Linked DNA regions of Mus musculus: region 2 is linked to region 1. The links are chromatin contacts, called in public promoter capture Hi-C maps. All regions are on one chromosome and are shown on one strand. The core of a region is the stretch at or near the end of the contact, and the rest is flanking DNA. Distances in the headings are between cores, read along the strand shown.

The links. Promoter capture Hi-C pulls out the DNA fragments that hold promoters and counts their contacts.
Region 2: a contact with region 1 is called in a promoter capture Hi-C map of pre-B cells, with 2.7 times the contacts expected there. The contact joins the enhancer-like site here to the promoter of Cdkl1 in region 1. A contact is called at or near these places in 5 of 39 promoter capture datasets (the 3T3-L1 cell line, the C10 cell line, cranial neural crest and 2 more), 2 of 115 datasets of contacts at active chromatin or transcription factors (forebrain and microglia) and 1 of 9 other capture datasets (adipose tissue).

Annotation. Positions count from the first base shown.
Region 1 is chr12:69,787,813-69,793,559 of GRCm38.p6, forward strand. Cdkl1 (cyclin-dependent kinase-like 1 (CDC2-related kinase)) reads right to left here and starts at 2,895. Exons shown (of 10, transcript NM_183294.2): 1 at 2,831-2,895; 2 at 2,175-2,452. The coding sequence starts at 2,342. 4930512B01Rik (RIKEN cDNA 4930512B01 gene) reads left to right here and starts at 2,532. Exons shown (of 8, transcript NR_033573.1): 1 at 2,532-2,639.
Region 2 is chr12:70,133,732-70,139,172 of GRCm38.p6, forward strand. No RefSeq gene overlaps it. Among named protein-coding and RNA genes, the nearest start is that of Abhd12b, 18 kb to the right of the region's middle. Within about 2 kb of position 2,565, at least 140 of the 459 cell types and tissues checked have an H3K27ac peak or open chromatin away from gene starts, as enhancers often do. A contact at or near this core is called in adipose tissue and pre-B cells, where this site is marked.

The DNA.
Region 1 (5,747 bases), core at 1,645-4,144:
TTTCTCTTCATCTGGGATCATGCTTCTCACTGTGCATCCAATAACCCTCCCTAGGAGCTCCCCTAGTTGCAGGGGGCCCTGTAGTGTCGACCTGCGTTTCCCACCGAGATTAGTCTCCCTTTCCCCTAGAACCACAGAGCTTCACCTCAAGGTCCAGCTCAGCCCACCGCAAACACAGCTGCTTTATCTCAGTCTCGCTCAAACGTCGAAATCCGCTTCTAACTTGCTCTCTTTAATCAACGGCACCAGAAGAGCTCTTGCCAGCCCCCCCTGGGACCCAATGTCAGTGACACAGGCTCTGCTCATTAGAGTCTCAGTACACCAGAAGTGAAAAGGGTGGTAGTAGGTAGATTTCACTCCACCTACTTCCCAAGAGCTGAGCTTGTGAAACATCTTTGCACAACACTCTTTTAAGGTACAGTTAGGCTCAGTAAGAATTATTGGATCAATGAAGAAAATATGACTTCATTTAACAAATCCTCAATTCACTTAGGTATCATATATTCACCGAGTACATACTGGATATTAGGAATATCATATAATTTTGAAGAGTTGGAGCTAAAGAGACATAAAACCAGTAATCTCCCACCACCTTACTCAGACTAGAGGAGAAACATTGAGCACCTGGTGTAGAGGGTGGGGGCTTCCTGCTTTCACACGCTCTGTGGTGTTCACCACACACCTCACATTGTTATTTATTTAGGTAGGTGAACACACAGTTGCTACACAGCACTGTGGGGTCAGAGGTCAACCTGGGGGCCTTGATTCTCACTCAGTTAGCATTGACTTGGAAGGAGAAACTCGGGGAGCTACACCTGGAAACACAGTGATAATAAAATGTGCTGAGATACACGTACCTGTGCTGGGAGGTCGGAGAGGACATTCTCTGAGCCAAAGAGAACAGCCACCGTGCTCCTGGGAACACTAATTTTGGTGGATGGAACACATAAGTGTTACTGTGTACCATGGAGGTCAGAGGACAACTTGGGGGAATCGATTCTCTCCTATCATGTAGGACCAAGGGATCAAATTGAGGCTATCAGTTTGGTGGTGAGCACATTTATGCACTGAGCCATCTTTCTAGCCTATTATTATTATTATTATTATTACTATTATTATTGAGTAAATCAACCCATTGAAGACTGGGAATGTGCCTCGGTGAGAGAAGGTTTTGTTAATTTGATAAAGTCTCTGGGTTCAATCCTTAACACCACAAAGTAGTAATAATATTGACAATGATGATGCTAAATAAAGAGTAAGGCAGCTATCAGCTTCTACTGAGAAAGTGGACATGGTCAGTGGCTCACGAGAGCAGAGTGCAACACTGGCTGTGTGGAGGAGAGTAGGCAGAGGACCCCAGCTGGGAACCGGCACAAACATTTGAGTTCACCCCTTCTGAGAGCATCATCCACTCATACACTTGGCCAGGGTCTGGACAGAACACCGAGGCCACACTTTCTGAAGCACAGTTGATTCCCCATGGGAGCCATCCATGGCCTGCCTCATCCTGCAGTAGCAGCTGCATTGCCTCTGAGAAATTCAGAGAAGCCTCTTTCCAGAATAAGAGGGAACACACTTTTGTCTTGTAATGAACACCTTTGTCCAAGGACCTAAGCTTAGATTCCAACACTCACAATAAATGCTGCCCGAGGGCAGCTGTCCACCTGCAATCCCAGTACTAGATCCTGGAGAGCACTGGCTAGCAATCCTAGTGAGACACTGTATCCATATACAAGGGGGAAAATGGTTGAAGAAGATGGCTAGTGTTAACCTTTGGCTTCCAAATGCCACACACACACACACACACACACACACACACACACACACATTTATGCGCGCACACATGAACACACATATACAGATGCATATATAGCCCAAGAAAACAGGACAATGGGTTAAAAATACAAAATGAAAACAAGCTGGAAGCTCAAAACTCAAAAACTCTAGCAAAGTCGAGTTGTTTTAAATTCTGCTTCTTAGAGACCCGTGAAAAGACTGTCTGCAGTTGACGCCAAGAGAGCCCCACACCTCTCCTGTCCACCTTCTTACTCTTACATAATCCGTTCTCTGCGCACAGACTCTGATTTGTGCCATTGAAGACAAAGGCTGTGTGGGAAGAGGGCAGAGCCTCAGCCCAGAGCATCTATCTAGCACAGAAAAAGCAAATTAGCTACCTTGAGCATGCGGATTTCTCGAAGGGCGATTTTCTTTATGACAGGGTCATCTTCGGTTTCCAGAAACCTCTTGATGGCCACGATCTGACCCGTGTCCCTGTTTCTGCACTTGAACACTACCCCATAGGAGCCTTCTCCAATCTTTCCAATTTTTTCATATTTTTCCATTACAGAGGAGGAGCAAGTCTTCTTGAGAACGGATTTTCATATAGTTTTTAAAGGTCGTTTATGAACTGACCTCTCTCGAGCCTCATCAAGTAAGGGCTGTCGTCCGCGATCTAGAGAAAACAAGGCGCGAGTTAAAGAATAAGGATCAGCCAGGTGTGGACTCCACCCCCACCCAGCAATGACATCGCGGTCAAGGCTGGGAGTCTACAGGTGGCTGCCATGGGTGACCTAATTTCAGTTGTCTGTTTCATTCCCTCGAGCTAAAGATGTAGCCAGCATCCAAAAACGAGCCGAGCTGTAAGATAATCTATCTTTTTAACGTTATGGTTCATACGATCTAAGACACTTGAGCTGGCTGGAGCACCAGGAAGGCGAAGGGCTTCCCCGGTTCTAGTTTCGGGTCTCAATTCCCTCCGGAAGAGGACACCGGCTGGGCAACCGGGCCCGTGGGGACTGCGGGAACTGCAGGGACTGTGGGGACCTCCCACCCTGACTCCTGAGGCGCCTCTCGGCCCAGCTCTAGCACAGCAGCCTGCAGCTCGGCTGGGTGACTGCTGCGATCCCCATGGGAACCGCGCCGGTTGGGCGGGGCCGCCCTCCGCCCTGCTGTACCCGCAGCCACTTGGCCGGGTCCCTGACCCCGCGCTGCAGGTCCAGAGGGTTTAAATCGTGGAAATCACAGCATGGAGAGTTTGCAGGGAGAACGCCTGCTCCCAGGCTGTCCTAGCAGCCTGCTCGGGCTAGGGTGACCAGGTCCATACCTTATTACGTCCACTCCTTGGTGTCCGTTCCTCGCCTGTGAACCCCGGAGGACAGCAATTGCTCGGTGCTGCAGCTTCGAAAAATGAATGAGAGAGAGTGAGGCAATAGAGGGAGGCAGGATGGCCTTCCCTCCCATGTAGTGGGGTCTTGGCGGTGCAGAGCCTGCTTTGATTGCCTTGACTCTTTCCCCAATCACCTTCTTATTGAACCTGTTTCAGTACAGTGACAGTGGCAGTTGATGGATGCAGGAAATCTTGAAATAAGGATCGCACAGACAGCCTCTACATTTTGTCAGCCCTTCCATCCCCTATGCTAGGCGCCGAGGTGCTTGTGTGCTGGCGGCAGGGCTACAGCAGAGAAAACGCACGATGTGAAACCTGGCCAACCCGGGGCAAGGAACGTGCGATGCAAATGTACACAGAGCTCAAGAGGAAGCTGGGTCTGGGCATACCGAGCGTGACGGCTGCCTGGCAAAGGGTAGAGGTATAATGAGTTACTAGAATAGACTCGTGGTGGTCTGGGACCCTCCCCAGAAATCATGTGCAAATGTGAATGCCTACTCTTTTTGACTTTTGTCTTCTCGATAGCTTTGCCTTGCCCAGAATATCGCGTACATGGAAACATACAGTGCACAGCTTTTATTGAGTCAGATTCTCACTTCACAGAATACATCTGAGAGCCACACACATCTTGCATTTAGCAGCAGTGTCTTCCTGTTTATTGCCGGGTAGCGTTCTGTTGTATGAACGTACTGACTGGTATTTATTTGTTTATTCAATCCTGGTTGAAGGATATTTGGATTGTTTCCAGTGTGGGGTGATTATACATGAAGCCGCTATAGACGCCGTGCATGGTGCTTTCTGTGAAGCCAGGTCTTCATTTTTCTTGGGGAAATCCTTAGCGGGAGACCTCTGCACATTGAGCTTATCTTTTCCATTTTACCTTCCCACCTGCAATGTCCCCAGTGCCCGGCATCCTTGCGGTCCTTTTGGCTTTAACTATTTTTTAAAAATATTTATTTATCTATTATTACATGTAAGTACACTGTAGCTGTCTTCAGACACTCCAGAAGAGGGCGTCAGGTCTCATTACGGATGGTTGTGAGCTACCATGTGGTTGCTGGGATTTGAACTCAGGACCTATGGAAGAGCAGTCAGCTCTCTTAACTGCTGAGCCATCTCACCAGCGGATTTAGCTATTAAAATAGATGGTTAATGGCTTCTAATGGTTTTAATATGAATTTGACTTTTAACCTTCCCTATAGATGTGTTCTCGCTTCAGGATTCTAAGAGACTTATGGAAATTTTTTGGCGCCAACACCTCTCTCTTCCCCAGTGGGCTGCAGTTCTCACTTGGGACATGGCAAAAGGCAGAAGGACAAACAAACAAACAAACAAAACCCCTCTAGTTGATTGAATTAAGTACAAGATGGCGATCTTATTACTAATTTCCATACTTGGGTGGAGCTCAGGACCCTGTGCTCGCCAGGTAGGTGCCCCCAGTGGGAGACAGGATTGCTGTTATTGTTCCTGTCTCTGACAATGTTCTCCTTCACCTTTTAAGAGAGTTGTTTATAGGGACCACCAAGTAGGGACATTTTGATTTTTCTTTATCACTTTCTCTTTTCACTGGGTAGGTTCTTCTGTGTGATGGCAAGACCACACTGCTCTGAGTTGTTATTGAAAGCAGTCTTATGCTAGTAAGCACATTGGTGGTTAATTGTTTATTCACTTATTCACTTACGCTTGCTGTAGGCAGCCTCTAAGAGGACGCTTAATGACCTGCCTCCTGACAGCTATGCCCTTGTGGGCCTTCTTGAGCTTTGCTCACTCTGTCCTTTTTTTCACGAGAAGCTTTTAACTGTCTTCAGGTTATATAGGTATATAAAGTAAGCTTACAAGTCAAACGTTTTCTAAAATTAAATCATGAAAAAATTATTTTTAAAATAATTCTTGGAGAGCCAGGACTAGTGACATATTCGTGTAAATCTAACACTTGGGAGCTAAAGGTAGGAGGACCAGGAAGGTTAAAGTCTATTCCCAGGCCTCACAGGCAGTTCAAGCCAGCCTAGATCCTGTCTCAAAAAAATACCACCCCTTATGCACCTCTCTCTCTCTCTCTTTCCCTCTCTCTTTTTCTCTCTCTCATACACACTAATTCTTTGGTGTCTATATAATTTTATCACTTATTAAAAACAAAATGAATATGCTCGTTTTTCTTCCTATAAAGAACATTTGATGTTGCAAGAGTATCTTTGTTTTTAAGAGTTGACCAATTCAGCTGGGTGTGGTGGTGCACGCCTTTAATCCCAGCACTTGGGAGGCAGAGGCAGGCGGATTTCTGAGTCTGAGGCCAGCCTGGTTTACAAAGTGAGTTCCAGGACAGCCAGGGCTATACAGAGAAAACCCTGTCTCGAAAAACCAAAAAAAAAGAAAAAAAAAAAAAGTTGACCAATTCCTTGATTTTATAATACTTGGCACCAAAACAGTATAACTATGATATACAGAACCGCAGTAGCATACTTAGGGACATTAAAAAATTCTTGGAAAATTTGTTCTAAACCCCAAGCCAAAATTCATTTAATAGATTCAAAAAAAAAAAAAAAAAAGAGAGAGAGAGACTCAGTCAGTAATTCAAACAGTG
Region 2 (5,441 bases), core at 1,315-3,814, 350 kb after region 1:
CAACACCTGGATGCATGCAGGAATGCATGCATACATGCATGCATATGCACACACACACGTACACACACACACACACACATACACACACTACTACTACTACCATCACCACCACCACCACCAACAACAACAACAACAACAACAACAACAACAACTCAACAAGTTTCAGATTGGAACAAGGGCTGTCTTGGAAACCAGAGACCGTTCATATCATATTATAACAAAGAATTTGTCTACCTTTTGTCCATGTCCAAAAACTGTGGAAGGCTGAGTTTAAACAAGGTGGCAGTAGAAGAAATTTCAACATTGCTCATATTCAGGGAGTGGCCTGGTTATTACAGACTGCCATTGGCCAAGTTTACATTGAGAACAGACAAAAATAATTAGAGAGAAAAAACTTAAATAACTTGTAGTTCGTTAAGAAACATGCAAAGTAAGCCGGGTGTGGTGGCGCACGCCTTTAATCCCCAACACTCGGGAGGCAGAGGCAGGTGGATTTCTGAGTTCGAGGCCAGCCTGGTCTACAAAGTGAGTTCCAGGACAACTAAAGCTATATAGAGAAACCCTGTCTTGGAAAAAAAAAGAAAGAAAGAAAGAAAGAAAGAAAGAAAGAAAGAAAGAAAGGAAGGAAGGAAGGAAGGAAAGAAAAGAAAAGAAAAGAAAAGAAAAGAAAAGAAAAGAAAAGAAAAGAAAAGAAAAGAAAAAAAAGAAACGTGCAAAGTGGAAAGCTGCAGCTAAGGAAGGCCTGGCTTCTGAAGAGATTGGTGCCACTAAGAATAGCAAAGCATTTTCTATCATTCCTATAGGAAAGGCACCTTGAGGGCATGCCAGAAACTGGCAGACCCATCTTTAGCAGGCTCAAGGGCGTGAAAGGGTAAACTCAACTGAAAAGAAAACTCAACTTGAGACCAAAAGCCTCTGGAGCGCCTTGGTCCCACAGAGAACTGCCTGAAAGCTGTCTCCCAGGATTCACTTCACCGAGCTGCACGGGCACTCGGAGACCAACACGGCTGCCCAAGCGGCTGCGGACCTTGAGCACTGCCCGTGTGTTGATGGTTTTGCAGTCATGCAGAGCGCCAAGAATCACAGGCTAAAGAGGCATCCGCTCAGATTTCAGGAAAGAGCCCGAAGGTCAGGCAACGGGTATGACAAGGTCAGAATCTTCACAGGTAGCACCCGAAAGGGAGCTGTGTGCACTTGTGAAGGTGAAACCTGGGCTGTGACGGAGACGCTATGATGCTGGAGCTCCCAAGAACGAGGAACAGCTGCCCAGAAAAGCTATAGTCAACAAGAAGCCAGGCCAAGAGGGAGGTCACGTGGGCTGCAACCAATAAGATCATACAAAAGGGACTGCCCAAGTTTGTTTGAGCTGACAACATGCCAGATGCCATACATGGGGCTGTAAGATTTACTGTTTGCCCCCATTGGGTTGCAGTCTCGCTTTTTGATCTGACCACTCTTTCTCGTCTTCTCCCTTATCGATTGAGAATCCTTACTAGGTATTGTCTTCTGTTAGAAGTACAGGACTTGACTTGGCAGGGGCTTACAGAGTTTACCTTGAGTCTCAGAGATTTCAACTTAATACTTTTAAATAGTGCTCAAACTGTTCATTTTGGGGGACTTTTAGAAATGGGCTATGCGCATTTTGCATTGCAAGATGGTGATGTGTCTCCAGGGGCCAGAGGCAGGATATTATGGTTTGACTATGAGATCTCATCTCCAGGCTTGTCTGCTGAACACTTAGTGCCCAGCTATTGTTAGAGCTGTTTTAGGAGGTAGTGGAAACACTGGGGCCTGGCAGGAGGAGGTAGGTCACCAGGAACACACCTGGTCCCTAGTGCTCGACTCTCATTCTCGCTGTGTCCTGTTTGCCATGACTTCCCCTCCCTACCGTGGTAGACAGACAACCTGGAACCATGAATTAAAATGAATCTTCCTTTCCTTTGTTTACGCCAGCTGTTCTATCGCAGCAGTGAAACAAAAGCTGGCTGACATAGAATTTCATTGCAAAGGATCTCTGAGACGGAACCAGACCTTCGTGATGTAAGACTGACAGCTCTTACTTTTATGAACCCCCTGGGTGGAGGTGATGCCAGTATCCCGGTTTGTAGCTTTCAAGTGGGCTTCTGTTTTAGAGTCACCCTAAAGAGCGCATTTCTGATGAGACGTGAGCTGCGGAGAAGGTGATATTTGAAAACCATGTGAGTGACCAGGCTTTCGTTTGCAGTTTGATCTGATAAACCTACACACTGGAACCCACAACACACAGTATCGGATTTTCTCACTTCCCAGACCTCGTCCTAGACTCCACACACTTGCCACCCATCTCCCCTATCCGGTTACAAGGCATTGTCAGTGCCCAGAACGCCCTCACCTCTGGAACCTTGAACTCTGAAATTCCACCCTGCCCTGGGCTTCATATCCATCTCCACTCCTGTGTGTCACCTCTCCAGGCTCCAATCGTCCCAGGGTGCCATCAGTTCTGCCTGTCTCAGAGCCCCAGATGCTCTTGTCACTCAGGACACATTCACCACCAGGAACTACGTCCTTGCCCCTGTCTCAACACATTCTCATTTTGGGTCCAGCCATCTGTCTGTTCTCATTGGTCCTTACACTAGGGGTGGGTGTATCACACAATCCTGCAGTTGGCTGCTAGTTCACATTACAAATCTCAGGCCTTGGCTGGACACTCAAGACCACCTGAACACACTCACTGTCCCAGGCAGCTCTGAACAGTCACCCTGAGCTGACCCACGAGGGATAACAAGTCACCCCACAAGCTGTATTATCAAGATGTCTTCAGAAGTTCATTTCTCCTTCAGTGACTGCGACGTGTGTTTCCTCCTTTTATTTTCGCTTTCCTTTTCAGCTTCTTAAACAGATTACTTCTTGTGAGACGGCGCATTAAAGAGCTTAAGAAAACATCAAGGTTTACCACATCCTTATTGTGTACTGGCGCTGTTCTCCGGGCTAAGCATACAGTGGAGAACAGCCAAGCAGCCCCAGTCTCACGCGTCTATGAGAAGCAAGGGACAGGAAACCTGGCCAAATAGACACAATTAGCTTTATGTATTTATGACTTTACGACCACAGGTTCAATCAAGGGTCTTGTTTGAAACAGATAGGTCTTTAAGGGTTTTATATGTGCTGAATTGGAAATACAGACATGTACAAATATATATATATATATGCATATTTTTGTATATGTACATGTATACACACATGTATAGGTATAGGTATAGGTATAGGTATAGGTATAGGTATAGGTATAGGTATAGGTATAGGTATAGGTATATGTATAGGTATATGTATAGGTATATGTATAGGTATACTTTCTTGTTGATATTTTATAGAAACTATAACACAACACCTATCTGCATACACACTTACATTGTATTATAAGGTACAATTTAAAGTATGAAGAGGGGATGTTTGTAGGTTTGCATACAACTGATATTAATTTGATATAAGGGGGCTCAAGCATCTGCAGAATCTTGTCTCCATGGGAACCGATCTCTGTGTTTCTCTAGGGACAACTGCACTGTGTCATAAGGCGAGGAGCCTGCAGTGTCTGGGGCACAGTGGAGGCAGGGGGGCTGATGTGGAGAGTGTTCCAGGGGCGTGCTGGAGGCAGACAGCCTGGGCTCAAATGCCAGGTCTTAAACTACATTTCGGACTATGGGCAAGTTACCTAACTTTAAAATGAGAATTCTTATAACACTGAATATCATAGTTATATATCTTATAACACTGAATATATATATTATGTTTGTCCTCTTGTGTCGCCTTGACCATATGCTAGACATCAGGTATCGGAGAGAGGTTGGTTTGGCTTGTGATCCTAGCAGCTGCAAAGTCTATGTAGCCAAACAGCATAGTGTCATGAACTCTCGCAAGGGTCCTTCCGGGGCCGCACAGTGCAGTGGAGATGTAGTAAGGAAGGCTGCTGTACTCTGAAGGCTCAGTCACGCATACGGGCAGGAGTCAGGAAACTAGGGAGAAGCTGGCTCACTTTCCACGACAGCTTCCTGTTGCAGAAAGGAGTCCAGTCCTGTGAGAACTGAATTAATCCCTACTGAGGACGGAGGACTTGACCTTTCTAGATCACCACTTCATGGCTTCGCTGCCTCTCAATACGACTACATTGTTGACCAAGTATGTAGTACACACACCTTTGGCAGACAAGTGGAACCCAAACCGCAGTAGGATTAAATGACTGTGTTCATACAGGGAGTTTCCTCTGGTAGGCCCTGTGTAATTACCAGATCCATCATTTTAAATCCTGGGTTTTATCATGGTCACCCGTGCCCTAGAGGCAGAAGAGGATTTTCCGTGAAGGTAAAGGCTCAGGCTTGCTTGTTTTATTCCAGCCCTGAGAGCCTCTAACAACGCGTTCTCATGGTGTACAGTGAGTCCTGAGTTACGGTTGCCTAAGATACTGTCTTTTTATCTGTATTGGCTAACATGGAGGTGAACAAAGGCCCTTGTGGGGCTAGCTAAAAGCAAGTGGGGTTGGGGACATGGTTTGGCCTTACTGGTGGAGGTCCACGCAACTCTTTCCTTCCTGGGATGGGATGACTCCCATCATCCACTGGGCCATGGGACAGGCAGCAGCATCCACTGGTAGACTAAGTCCCATAGTACTTTGGCTGCAGAAGTATGGGGGTCGAGCTGAGCAGTTAGAACTGGTCAGAACCCTCCAGTAATCGTCTCATGTATGGAATTTGTTTTTTTTTTTTTGTTTGTTTTGTTTTTTTTTGTTTTTTGAGACAGGGTTTCTCTGTGTAGCCCTGGCTGTCCTGGAACTCACTCTATAGACCAGGCTAGCCTCGAACTCAGAAATCTGCTTCCCTCTGCCTCCCAAGTGCTGGGATTAAAGGCATGCACCACCACTGCCTGGTTCATGCATGGAACTTTAAATGGAGGATATGATTCTTGATGAACTCAAGGCAGAAGTGCCAGGCATGAATATGAACACCTTTAATCCCAGCACTCGGGAGGCAGAGGCAGGCAGAGTTCTAAGTTCAAGGCTAGTTTGGTCTACATAGTGAATTCCAAGATAGCCAGGGCTACACAGAGAAACCCATCACAAAAACTAAACTAAACTAAACTAAACTAAACTAAACTAAACTAAACTAAACTGAACTAACAAAAGAAACTTTGTTCAGTGTTTAGACTCTACATACATTGTTGCAGGCTGACTGTGAGTGCCCCCCTCCCCCCGAGCATGTATTGAACCCTGACCCCAGTGGGCTGATATTTGGGGATGGGGTATTTGAGAGGTTACCAGCTTTAGGTAAGGTCATGGTGGTGTATACTGCACCCCCCTATATAACATTAGTGTCTTACTTCACTCTCCCCAGTTTCTGGTTGCTTTCCCCCCTCTCTTTAATTTGTGAAGATACAGCAAGAAGGCACCTGCCTATTAGCCAATGAGCTGAGTC